Regions from separate parts of the Gossypium hirsutum genome. Here region 2 is linked to region 1. Evidence: chromatin contacts called from public Hi-C data. All regions are on one chromosome and are shown on one strand. The core of a region is the stretch at or near the end of the contact, and the rest is flanking DNA. Distances in the headings are between cores, read along the strand shown. Region 1 has its middle 12 kb from the start of LOC107914956. Region 2 holds the start of LOC107914946 (membrane protein PM19L).

Region 1 (5,384 bases), core at 1,432-3,931:
TCTAAATAATATGCATAATATAACTTAATTAAAAAAAACTTCAAAAAGAATGATTTACCAAAAAAAAGTAGAGAAAACATATCATATTAATCGCAAACATATCTAATCAACAAGTATGTCTTCTACATAAAAAAAATTAACATAGAAAGGCAAAATTTAAATACCATAAGAATGTGAAATTTATGTCAAATAAAAATTAATAGTAGTCACACCTTAACTGAAAAAAAAAATATGGTTGAAATATAAAAGTTTCTTACCAAATCTATTATTTACCCATGCTTGTACAATTATAAATCAAAGATCGGGAATAAGAACCACAATTCATTTTGAGATTAAATAAAGTTCTAAAGAAGAAAGTTTAAGGTGAAAAGGAATTTGATTTGTAGGACGGTTTCGAAAGATTTTGAAAAAATAGAGAATTATCATACTGATAACGTGTTATAAAATAAAGAGAGATGGAGAGAATAAAGAATAAAGAAAATATGAAAGTAATAAAGAATGTACTTTATTAATCAAATGGATAATTACAATACTTCATCAGAGTCTCTATTTATAGGCATAAGAAGTATAAAAAAAAGTAGAGATCTAATTCTAATAACTATTAGAATTTAAAGTACATCAAAATTTTATCTTAATCATGATAGACATCCACTTAATAAGATATTCATAACAATTTTGTTTTTTTTATTCATTTTCAATTTTACGGTGGAGAAGTAGTTAAAGAGTTTGCAAATTACACCCTCTTCTCCCTCTAGTGTTATCCAACTTTTTTTCGCGTGGACCTTATCTAAAAAGATAAATACCAGACAATTTTGTTTCAAAGATGTTCATAGGTCGAGTCGGGTCGGTTCAAGCTATGATTCGAACAATTTTAAAGATAAATAGTTGTTTAATTAATACTTGTAAACATTTAGCAAAGCAAGTCGACACGTAAACAAATCCAAGGTTGAATGGTAATGTATGTTGGACAAAATACGTTAGCGAATAAAATAATTAAATATAAATAAATACATATTTATATATAAAATAAAATATAAATAGAATAATCTATATTAAAATTTTTAAATACGTAAACCAATAAAAACCGTAACAAAAAGTTGAAATCGAAAGGAAGAATAAAGATTTACTAAATGTTGAGGCCTGTTTAACCCAGTTTCCTTAAGACAGATTCGACTACTCCTACGATACTTTGAGAAACGTTGGTCGAATGTCTCCCAGGATACAACAACACAACGATCAAAATAGTAGCACCTCTATAGCGATTAACGAACAAATATTGTCTTTTTCTATCACTGGAACGTTGGAAAAGAAGAATTTTGAGAGCAAAATAAATTCGGTGTGAGAGAATATCAGTGTTAAAAAAAATTCTTCAAAATTCATAGTCTTTTATAGGCATTTAGTATGGTGGAATTTAGGAAATTTCCACAAAATCTTCCATTAAAGGAGCCAACAAATCAATTTAATTAAAATTAAATCAAATTGATTGGAATCAAATAAAATAAGATAAATGTCCTTTTATAAACAGTTTTGTATGTCTGCTGAGGAAAAATGATTTTGTGTTGGGCTAAAAATATTCACAAGCTCATTTTGGGCCCGACCAGTCCGGACATTTTGCGTCGCTCACGTCGTGCAAGGGTGCCCAAACCCAAACAAGTTTGGACTTGCACCTCTTGCGCGTGAGACATGATTCCAAGCTTAGTCATTCAATCATCTTTTAAGAGGGTTCCCATACATATACACATCTCACACTTGGTATTTAACCAATGTGGGATCTAAGCTTTTACTTTTCCTCAACAAATATTTCCAAGTAGCTTACTTTGAGCATCAGTTTCTCATTCATCACTCAACCATTTTGAGCATATGATATACCGTTGTAAAAGTCTCATGGATTAGAATATGAAACCATAATTTTATAATTCAACTCTCCACCTTTACCTATTAAGAATATGCCTCAAAATTCCCATAAAATACAATTTTTCCAACAAAATATCTTAAACATGTTAAATATCTATAAACGATATTAAATATTTCTAAATAACTTTTTTACATAAAAATAGGCATGTTTTATAGTGTTGTGGTTTAATCAAGGTGATGCATTTCTAGTTTGTTTTTGAATTCTTCCTATGTTGTGTTTCATTGTCAGTTTGTTTTTCTCCTCTTTTGGAATTATTTTACGGACATGACATTTGCACATTAATTTGTAGTATCTTATTTATCGTTTGTACTACATGTCATATCTCAAATTATTTATGATGCCATAAAATGATGTCTTGGATATATTCTTTAACAATGTCATAGTCAATTTCTTCTTCATTTGTTATCTTACTTGATTTCTCAATGTATTCTAGTTCTAGATAAAAAAATTTTCTTTTAATTTTTTTTTGTTTTGGGTTAGCTTAAATAGAATATAAAAATTGTCTTTGACCAATGGTTTGATAATTATTATCTTGTACAAATGTAGTTTGATTTTTTTTTACAAGGAAAATGTAGCTTGTACAGAATTCTTATGTTTTTTTAATAAGTTTAGAGTTTAGAGTTTGAGAAAAACTTTTAAGACAGGACTTGCAAAAAATAAGGGAAAAGCTATTACTATAAATGGCCTACCAAAAACTTCACACACTGCCTGTTAATATAAATGGGCTTTCACTTGGGTCTAAGGAAAATCCATTTGATGATGGATCCAAAATGGATCCAAAATTGAGAGAAGCTAACTCAGTCCCAATGACGTTTCAAGCAGTCGGACATGGTTTAGACAAAAGAAGAAATTTGGATGTATGGATTTCAACAAACAGAGGGATTTCTTTGGGTGAAGGAGAAATGGGAAGGCTTCCAGAAATAGTTTTGAAAGGTGAAAGAGGGGAAATATTTGGACAGCGGCCAACGGATGAATTGGAAGTTTTAATAGATTTCTGGCCAGCTGGTTAACCCAGCCAGAATTTCTGGAAGTTGTTACAAAATCCTGGAGAGTTGAAAGTAATATTGTGGACAACGTGAGCAACTTTATCAATTTGGTTCAGGATTGGAACAAAACTATTTTTGGGAATATCTTTGCAAGGAAGAAAAAAGCTTTGGGGGAGTTAAAACGGGTTCAAGGTGCCTTGGAGAAGTATAATTCTACTCAACCAAGGGAAAAGGAGACAGAACTTCAGTGTGAAATAGAGTCTATTTTGAATCGGGAGGAGCTTTTTTGGGCCTAGAAATCCCGATGTGAGTGGCTTTCTAACGGTGATCGCAATACTCTCTTCTTTCACAATCGTACTTTAAAAAGGCGGAAAATGAATAGGATTGAAGCCTTGAAGATGGATGGGGTTGAATAGTGTTATGATGCGACATCTCTAAAAAATCATGCTGTGGATCATTTTTCGAATCTTTACATAGTTGACAATTATTCGACTGAGGAATTTCCTAGTAAGGGATATTTTCCGAAGATTAGCCAAGAATCTATGGAGAGTCTTAACAGCGACATTATTATGGAGGAAGTTCGTCAATCTGTTTTCAGTATGGCCCCTCATAAGGCACCTGGAATAGATGGGATACATACTAAATTTTACCAGTCTCACTGGGATATCGTAGGTAATAGCATCTTCAAGTTGGTTGATGGTGTTTTTTGTGAAGGTAGGTTGGATCCTAGCCTAAATCGAACACTTTTAGTTCTTGCCCTGAAAAAGAGTGGTGCGGATACAATGAGTCAATTTTGACCCATTAGTCTGTGTACTATCCCTGTACAAGATCATTACAAAAACAATTGTAATCTGCCTCCGGAGTCTTATGCAAATCTTGGTGAAATAAAATCAGTCAAGTTTTGTTCCTTCACGGGATATCTCGGATAATATCATAATTTCCCAAGAGGCAATTGACACAATGAGAAACACCAAAAGTAGGACGGTAGATCTCGAAAAGGCTTGTGATAGGGTTCGATGGGATTTTCTTTGTGATACCCTGTCTGACGTTGGATTACCGGAAAGGTTGATAAATATGATCATAGTGTGTGTGACTTCAGCTTCCATGCAACTTCTATGGAACGATTCTATCTCTAAGTCCTTCACTCCATTTAGAGGGCTACGGCAAGGAGATCCACTGTCCCCGTATCTTTAATTTTGTTCTAGGACATTTGATTGAGTCGGTCATAGAAAAGCAACTTTGGGAACCGTTAATGCTTTCTCGTCGTGGGCCAGGATTATCCCACATGTTCTTCGGTGATGATTTGGTTTTATTTTGCAATCAGAGTGTCTTAAATAGATTCTTGTATTAATTATCAGAAAACAAAATTATTTTTTTCGAATAATGTATTGGATGAAGCTGCTGAAAGCATTCGAATCAAACTCGGGTTTACCATGGTCACGGATCTAGGGGGTTAATAATTTCCAGTTTATATTGGATTAAGTTCAGAATCGTCTCTCCGGTCGGGACATGCGTAGCCTTTCCTTGGTTGGTCGGCTTACGTTGGTGAAATCCGTCTTAATGACGAGTCCTAATTATTTTATGACAACGGCCAGAATCCCAACCACAATTGGTAAGGAAATAGAAAAAATAGCTCGTGGTTTCCTGTGGGGGGCTTCTTCCTCAGGACACAAACCATCTTTGGTCAATTGGAAGGACTGTTGTAAGCCACTTGTAAATGGGGGTCTTGGTATACGTCGGTTGCAAGATCAGAGCGAACCGTTTCTCTTAAAACTTGGATTTAATTTGATTACAAGTGCAGACACATTTTGGGTTAGAGTTTTACGTAACAAATATCGTATTCATGGGCTGATTCCGGATCATATTCTTTATCTCATGTTTGGGATAAGGCTAAAAAAGGCCTCGTCTGGACGGTACGGTATGAACAAATGATTAATTTTTGGAATGATGTTTGGTTGAAAGATGTGGGGCTTTTAAAGTACCTTTATACTGGGCAAGGGAATTTGGATGAGTCCACTCGTGTATGTGATGTTGTTAGATCGGAAAGCATATGGAACTTGCAATGGCTAGATTCGGTTCTTCCTCGACATGCGATAAATGGTATTTTGGCGTGTAAAGGACCTTCGCGGGCTAGCAGGGCCCCATTTTATTTCTTGGCGATGGGTGACAACTGGGAAATTTTCAGTTGCAGAATCGTATAAAAACATATTTGGTTTTGATAGATCAGGTCAAAGTGGTAATGAGAAGCTGATTTGGAATACTGCTACTCCACAAAGGGTAAGAATGTTTCTATGGTTGTTTATTCGTGGCAGACTATTGACAAATGAAGAACGTGTAAGGCGAGGCATGACCCATTCACCTTATTGTGAACTGTGTGGAAATGTAGTCGAGTCTACAATCCACGTGATAAGGGATTGTGGATTTACGAAGAATATTTGGAAATAACAAAGATATTATCTCTTGGGCTAGTGCATGGACAAAAT
Region 2 (5,384 bases), core at 1,868-4,367, 110 kb after region 1:
CAAACCAATAAATAAACAGTCCAAAATTACATGTCCATTATAGTCCAAGTTTTTACCAAAACCCTAGCCCAATTTTAACTCTAGCCCAAATCAGCCCAACACCTAAACTAAACAAGAAAACCCTAGCCTCCCTAACCCTCTTCAACTGCCGCTCCTCCCATGCACGCCAACCTCCTCACGCTCACCACTACTACCGCACGCCATCACCACACTCATCTGACACCTGGAGAAATTGAATGCAACAACAGAAAAGGCACGCCAACAAGCAGTAAAAACAAACGCAAAAAGATAAAAAAAAGTAAAAAGTTTTAATATTGGCTATAAAAGCCAAGACGATTTCTTTGTATTTTTTTACGAACACACAATAGAAAATCAAAAAAGAAACAGAATTGAAGTTAAAAAGGTGTTTGCTTTTTATTCTTTTCTTGTTTTTCGTTTTCTATTTATCCTTTTTATTTTTTTACGAATCTATTTTAATAAAAGAAACATAGAATAAAAAGAAAGAGCTTACCATCGATTCATTTTTCCTCACCACTGAGGAGAGCTCCGGCAACCCTTCGTGATCTATTCCTTTTTTGTTGTGTGTTTTATTTTAAAACATAGATCTAGTTTTCAAAAAGTTTTTAAAAAAACAAATAAAAAAGAGTTTGAGAAAGATTGAAAAACCAAACTTTTGGTAGCCCCAGTCACCGTCTACGGTAGAGACGCGGCGGAGGCGCGGTGGCCTCATGGCCAGCCTTTGGGCGCATAAAAAAGAGGGTTGAGAGAAAGGAGGAACCCTTTGAATTTTATTTCTTTTAAAATAGTGGAGAAATGAGTAAAAGGAAAACAATTTTATTTTTATAAGGATATAAAACGGCGCCGTTTTGGGCTCAAACCACAGATGCCCAAATGACGCCATTTAGGGCCTATCCGCATGTGACCCAACCCACTCCAAGGGGGATCCGCGTGTTTTTGTTCAATGGGTTATTTACACCCCTAGCCCTTCCGCATTTCTATTTTTTTTAATTTAGTCCCTTTGGTTTTTTTCTTATTTTCTATTTTAATTTGACCACAGAATTTTGTTTGTTTTTCAATCGGGTCCCGGGCCCACTGACGCGCTGGAAAATGGACATGTGTCCAGGGGTTGTTTTTTTTACCCATTTGGCCCTCTGCCCTTTCGTGCCCTTTCATTTTGGTCCTTCTTTATTTATTTTATTATAGTTTTTACCTTTAATTTCATTTTTGTCCTGATTTAGTCCCAAATCTGTTTGATTTCAATTTATTTTCACAAATTTGTTATTTATTTATTTATTTTAAACCTTTTTCTCATATATTATTTATTTTAAATTATTTTTTTATTATTTATTTTAAGTTTTCCACATATAATGTATTTTAAACTATTTCAAACTATTATCCATTTTAAATTTTTTATATATTATTTATTTTTAAACTGTCATATATATTATTTATTTTGAATTGTTTTTTATATATATCATTTATTTTTTAAAAAACTTTTTAGTACATTATTTATTTTAAACTTCTTTTTACATATTATTTATTTTAAACTTTTTATATATTATTTTAAATTGTCTTATATGTTATTTATTTTAAATTGCTTTGTCTATTATTTATTTTAATTTGTTTTACATATTAGTTACTTTAAATTGTTTTATACTATTTACTTCAAATTGTTCTATATATTTTTTGTTTCGTTTTCTTTAATTGTTAATATTGTTATTAAAGTGACATGTGGTGTGATTATTGTCATTATGTGTATTATAATTCGTTTATTCGTATTTTCATGTTATTGTGATTCATTAGTGTACATTTTATTCGTAAATTATTACTCCATGTTGTATATTATTACTCCATCACATATCATTAAAACCACTTCAAAGGTCGCGTTTAATTTTTTTTTCTTTATCCATAATGGGCTATTTTATTATATTTCAACTAAATAGCACACATCGTTTAGGTTTTGTAATCGCTATTATTCAAAAAAAGAAAATTTTAAAATAAGACTATGTTTCGTTTTTAAAAATTCGAGAAGTCGTACCCTAACTTACGGGGTTTCGATTTTCTCGTTCAATCTAAACAACTAAACATCCTTCTAAATTTAAAATACCTAAGTTTTGAATAAAAATTAAAGGCAAGTTTATTCTCAATGGTTCAAGTGTCGCATCCTAACTTACGAGATGTGACATATTGTTATCGCGGGACGAGTGGGCCATTGATGCTCGTTTCAACTTCATTCAAACGTTTTTTTTAAAATTAACGTTAATAAAAGGGAGGGATCGTATTTCAAATTCTTTCGAAGTTTTCAATTTTTGACATTTAAGACATTAATTAATCAATTAGGTACAAATTTTGGGCGTGACGAGGGTGCTAATCCTTCCTCGCACATAACCGACTCTCGAACCCGTTTTCTTGAATTCCGTAGACTAAAATCGTTATTTTGATGAATCGAAATATTTTATTAAAATAACCAAATTACGAGGTGACCCGATTACACCTCATAAAAAAAAGATTGGTGGCGACTTCCGTTTTCATTTTAAATATAAAGGTCGGCCCATACAAAAAAATGATTTCGACAATAAAAATATCAATGTCAATCGAGTTAAGGCTCAGTCAATTGTAATCCTTATATTTAAATTGTTAAGTATAGTTGTTTGAATTGTTATTTAATTATTTTATTAAATTTTTTACTGATTTGAATATGCAACGAAAATTTTTCAAATTCAAATATTTCATAAATAATAATATTTAATTTGAGTTGAAATAATAATATTAACGTAATTAAATATAGAGAGTTAAATTTTTAAACAAATTTAGGAATTCTAGAAAATGCACCCATTGGGTTAATAGAACAATAAGAAATTTGAAACCGAGGAAATTAAACGCTGGGTAATAAACTAATAATACATTCTCAGAAACACTGGATATGAACACCGTCAGCAGAATTTCTAAAGCTTCCAGATTCCAGAAGACAAGGATCACTGTAAGACGTAAACACCATTTTCGACAGGTGTCCTTCCACCTGTATCCACTCCCCTGCGTTTGCATGCATTGCCTCACTGCTTTACACGTAGATCCCATCCACCTTATAACTTCCCCTAGATTAACCATCCATAGCCATAGTCTCTTGTCATTGCTCAAAATCTTTAGGCTCAAGTCAGCAAATTTGCTTGGGTTGTCTGCTTCTTCAACTGTTCTATCTGACTTAACTATGGCTACAGTTGGAAGGAATATAGCAGCTCCATTGCTGTTTCTCAACTTGATCATGTATTTCATTGTGCTCGGATTCGCTAGCTGGTGTTTTAATAGGTTTATCGATGGCCAAACTGCTCACCCAAGTAAGTGATAACCCTATTGTTACGTTTAAAAGAAAACATTGTGTTGCTTGGTTTTAACCCGAGGGAAGTGTTTCAGGTATGGGTGGAAATGGAGCCACCGGTTTCTTCTTGACAATCTCAATCTTGGCTGCTGTAGCCGGCATAGTTTCAAAGTTAGCAGGAGGGGGTCATATTAGGTCTTGGAGAAGTGATAGTTTGGCTGAAGCTGGTTCATCTTCGTTAATAGCTTGGGCCTTGACTGCATTAGCCTTTGGGTGAACTTCGCATTTTACCCATTTTATGTATTTATCGAACTCGACCAATTACTCCATTTTTCATTTTTGAAAACAACTGTTTTCCCTTGACAGGTTTGCTTGCAAGCATATAAATATAGGAGGGTGGAGAGGGTGGAGATTGAGAGTAATTGAAGCTCTCATAATAATTCTCACATTAACCGAACTCTTGTACGTTTGTTTGATCCATGCTGGTCTATTTGGCAGTAGGTATGGACCAGGGTATCTAGACACCGAATATGAGGGCCAGCCGGTGCCTAAGGGCGGCCCTGCTGTAACAGGGTCTAGGGTTTGAAGTACCATAGTGTTGAACTGGAACTTGCCTTTTTTAAAATGTAGTTTTGCTTTGTGAACTCTTTGAAGTTCCTTCTATATTTGTTGCTATTCGCTGCTTTGTATCTGTTGTGTGTATTGCTTAATGATTCAGGTTAGAAAGTAGATGAGAGAGTGTAGAACTCCTGTAATATGAGACTTGGCAGCATTTTCTGTAGGGGTGTGAAAAAAGATATTCTAAAACCCGACCGAAGTGAATCAGACCGAATAAATTGCACAACCCATTTTCATACACTTAAATATTTATTATTAAAACTTAATCTTATTAAAAGTCTAAATCCACAATATTCATCAATATTTTAATAATTAATATATATAAAACATCTAAATAAACATATACTCGTCAAGAGCAGTAAAAAATATGATCATATATGGCGACCATGGAAAATATATCTTGGTAGGTACCTTTTTGAGTTCATTAAACATTACTTGATTTAAATTTTTTAATAATTTTTTATAAAGAATTTAATATAAAACAAAATTAAAAGTAAACCAAATTTAAGAAAAATACAAATTAAAGAAAATAAAACTATAAATACCTAAATTAAGTCTATTCGGTTTATTCAGCTTTCACACTCCTAATTTTCTGGTTGGGGATCAGCATTTGAGGGTAATGGGTATTTCACAAAGATATTCCTTCTTTAACATAATTGAATTCACCAATGAAAAAAAGATTAACAAAGAGGGACTTTCTGCCTAATATTTCTTTACAGTAGAACATCTACATGAACAACAAAGGTACCAAGAATAAAATACATACCAGCATGCTCCTTGTTCAACAACACACAAAACCCCTTGGTTATCCAGCTACAAAAGATCTCTCTTTTTGCTCCCTACAGATAAACAAAGCAGCATCTTATACCAAAGTTCAGTTCCTTAATTACCACTACTGTTTTCCACTTTTCAAGTGTTCCTCAACTGTTAAAATCTTTCTTTCTTAAGGTAAAAAAGGCTATCAGATAAATCTAGTGTAGGACCTTTACCGGGAAATCAGGGTGTTAAGTCAAAGTTAGATTTCAGAAGAGAATGAACTTCAATCAGGGAAGACACTTTGAAATCTGGTGTTAGATCCAAGTTGGCGAAGTCTTGAGAGCCATATCTCCCCTTTTCATCAAGCAAACATGTTAATGCTCCTGCATTTTTCCCACAAGCCACCTGCAAATACATGTCGTATGAAGATGATAAATGAGATGGATAATCAGTTTTTTCTTCATTATTTAGTATCCTTGCTTTTGAAGAGGACACTCACATCATCTTTAAGACTATCACCAACCATCATGACTTCATTTGGTTGAACGTCCCAAGTCGAACATATATGAAGCAGAGGAGCAGGGCTCGGTTTATAAGGACGAAACTCTCGGCTTAGAGCCGGAGAAAACATCATCTGAAAACTATGAATGTTAGATTAACATTCATTTGTCTCCCAATCTAACCAAAAAAAAGC

What was found. Hi-C and Micro-C count contacts between places; a contact is called where the count stands out from the background.
Region 2: a Hi-C map of leaf shows a contact between it and region 1, with 5 times the contacts expected there. The contact joins the promoter of LOC107914946 here to the enhancer-like site in region 1. A contact is called at or near these places in 15 of 34 Hi-C or Micro-C datasets (anther, callus, hypocotyl and 2 more).

What each region holds. Positions count from the first base shown.
Region 1 is chrD10:46,074,365-46,079,748 of Gossypium_hirsutum_v2.1, forward strand. No RefSeq gene overlaps it. Among protein-coding and RNA genes, the nearest start is that of LOC107914956, 12 kb to the left of the region's middle. Within about 2 kb of position 2,682, at least 8 of the 9 cell types and tissues checked have an H3K27ac peak or open chromatin away from gene starts, as enhancers often do. A contact at or near this core is called in hypocotyl and leaf, where this site is marked.
Region 2 is chrD10:46,188,014-46,193,397 of Gossypium_hirsutum_v2.1, forward strand. LOC107914946 (membrane protein PM19L) reads left to right here and starts at 3,118. Exons shown (of 3, transcript XM_016844016.2): 1 at 3,118-3,335; 2 at 3,412-3,589; 3 at 3,683-3,960. The coding sequence starts at 3,209. The coding sequence ends at 3,902. It overlaps LOC107914945 (haloacid dehalogenase-like hydrolase domain-containing protein At2g33255), which reads right to left. Exons shown (of 6, transcript XM_016844015.2): 4 at 5,190-5,324; 5 at 4,924-5,095; 6 at 4,455-4,773. The coding sequence ends at 4,931. LOC121222232 (a long non-coding RNA gene) reads right to left here and starts at 785. Exons shown (of 2, transcript XR_005919412.1): 1 at 512-785; 2 at 13-223.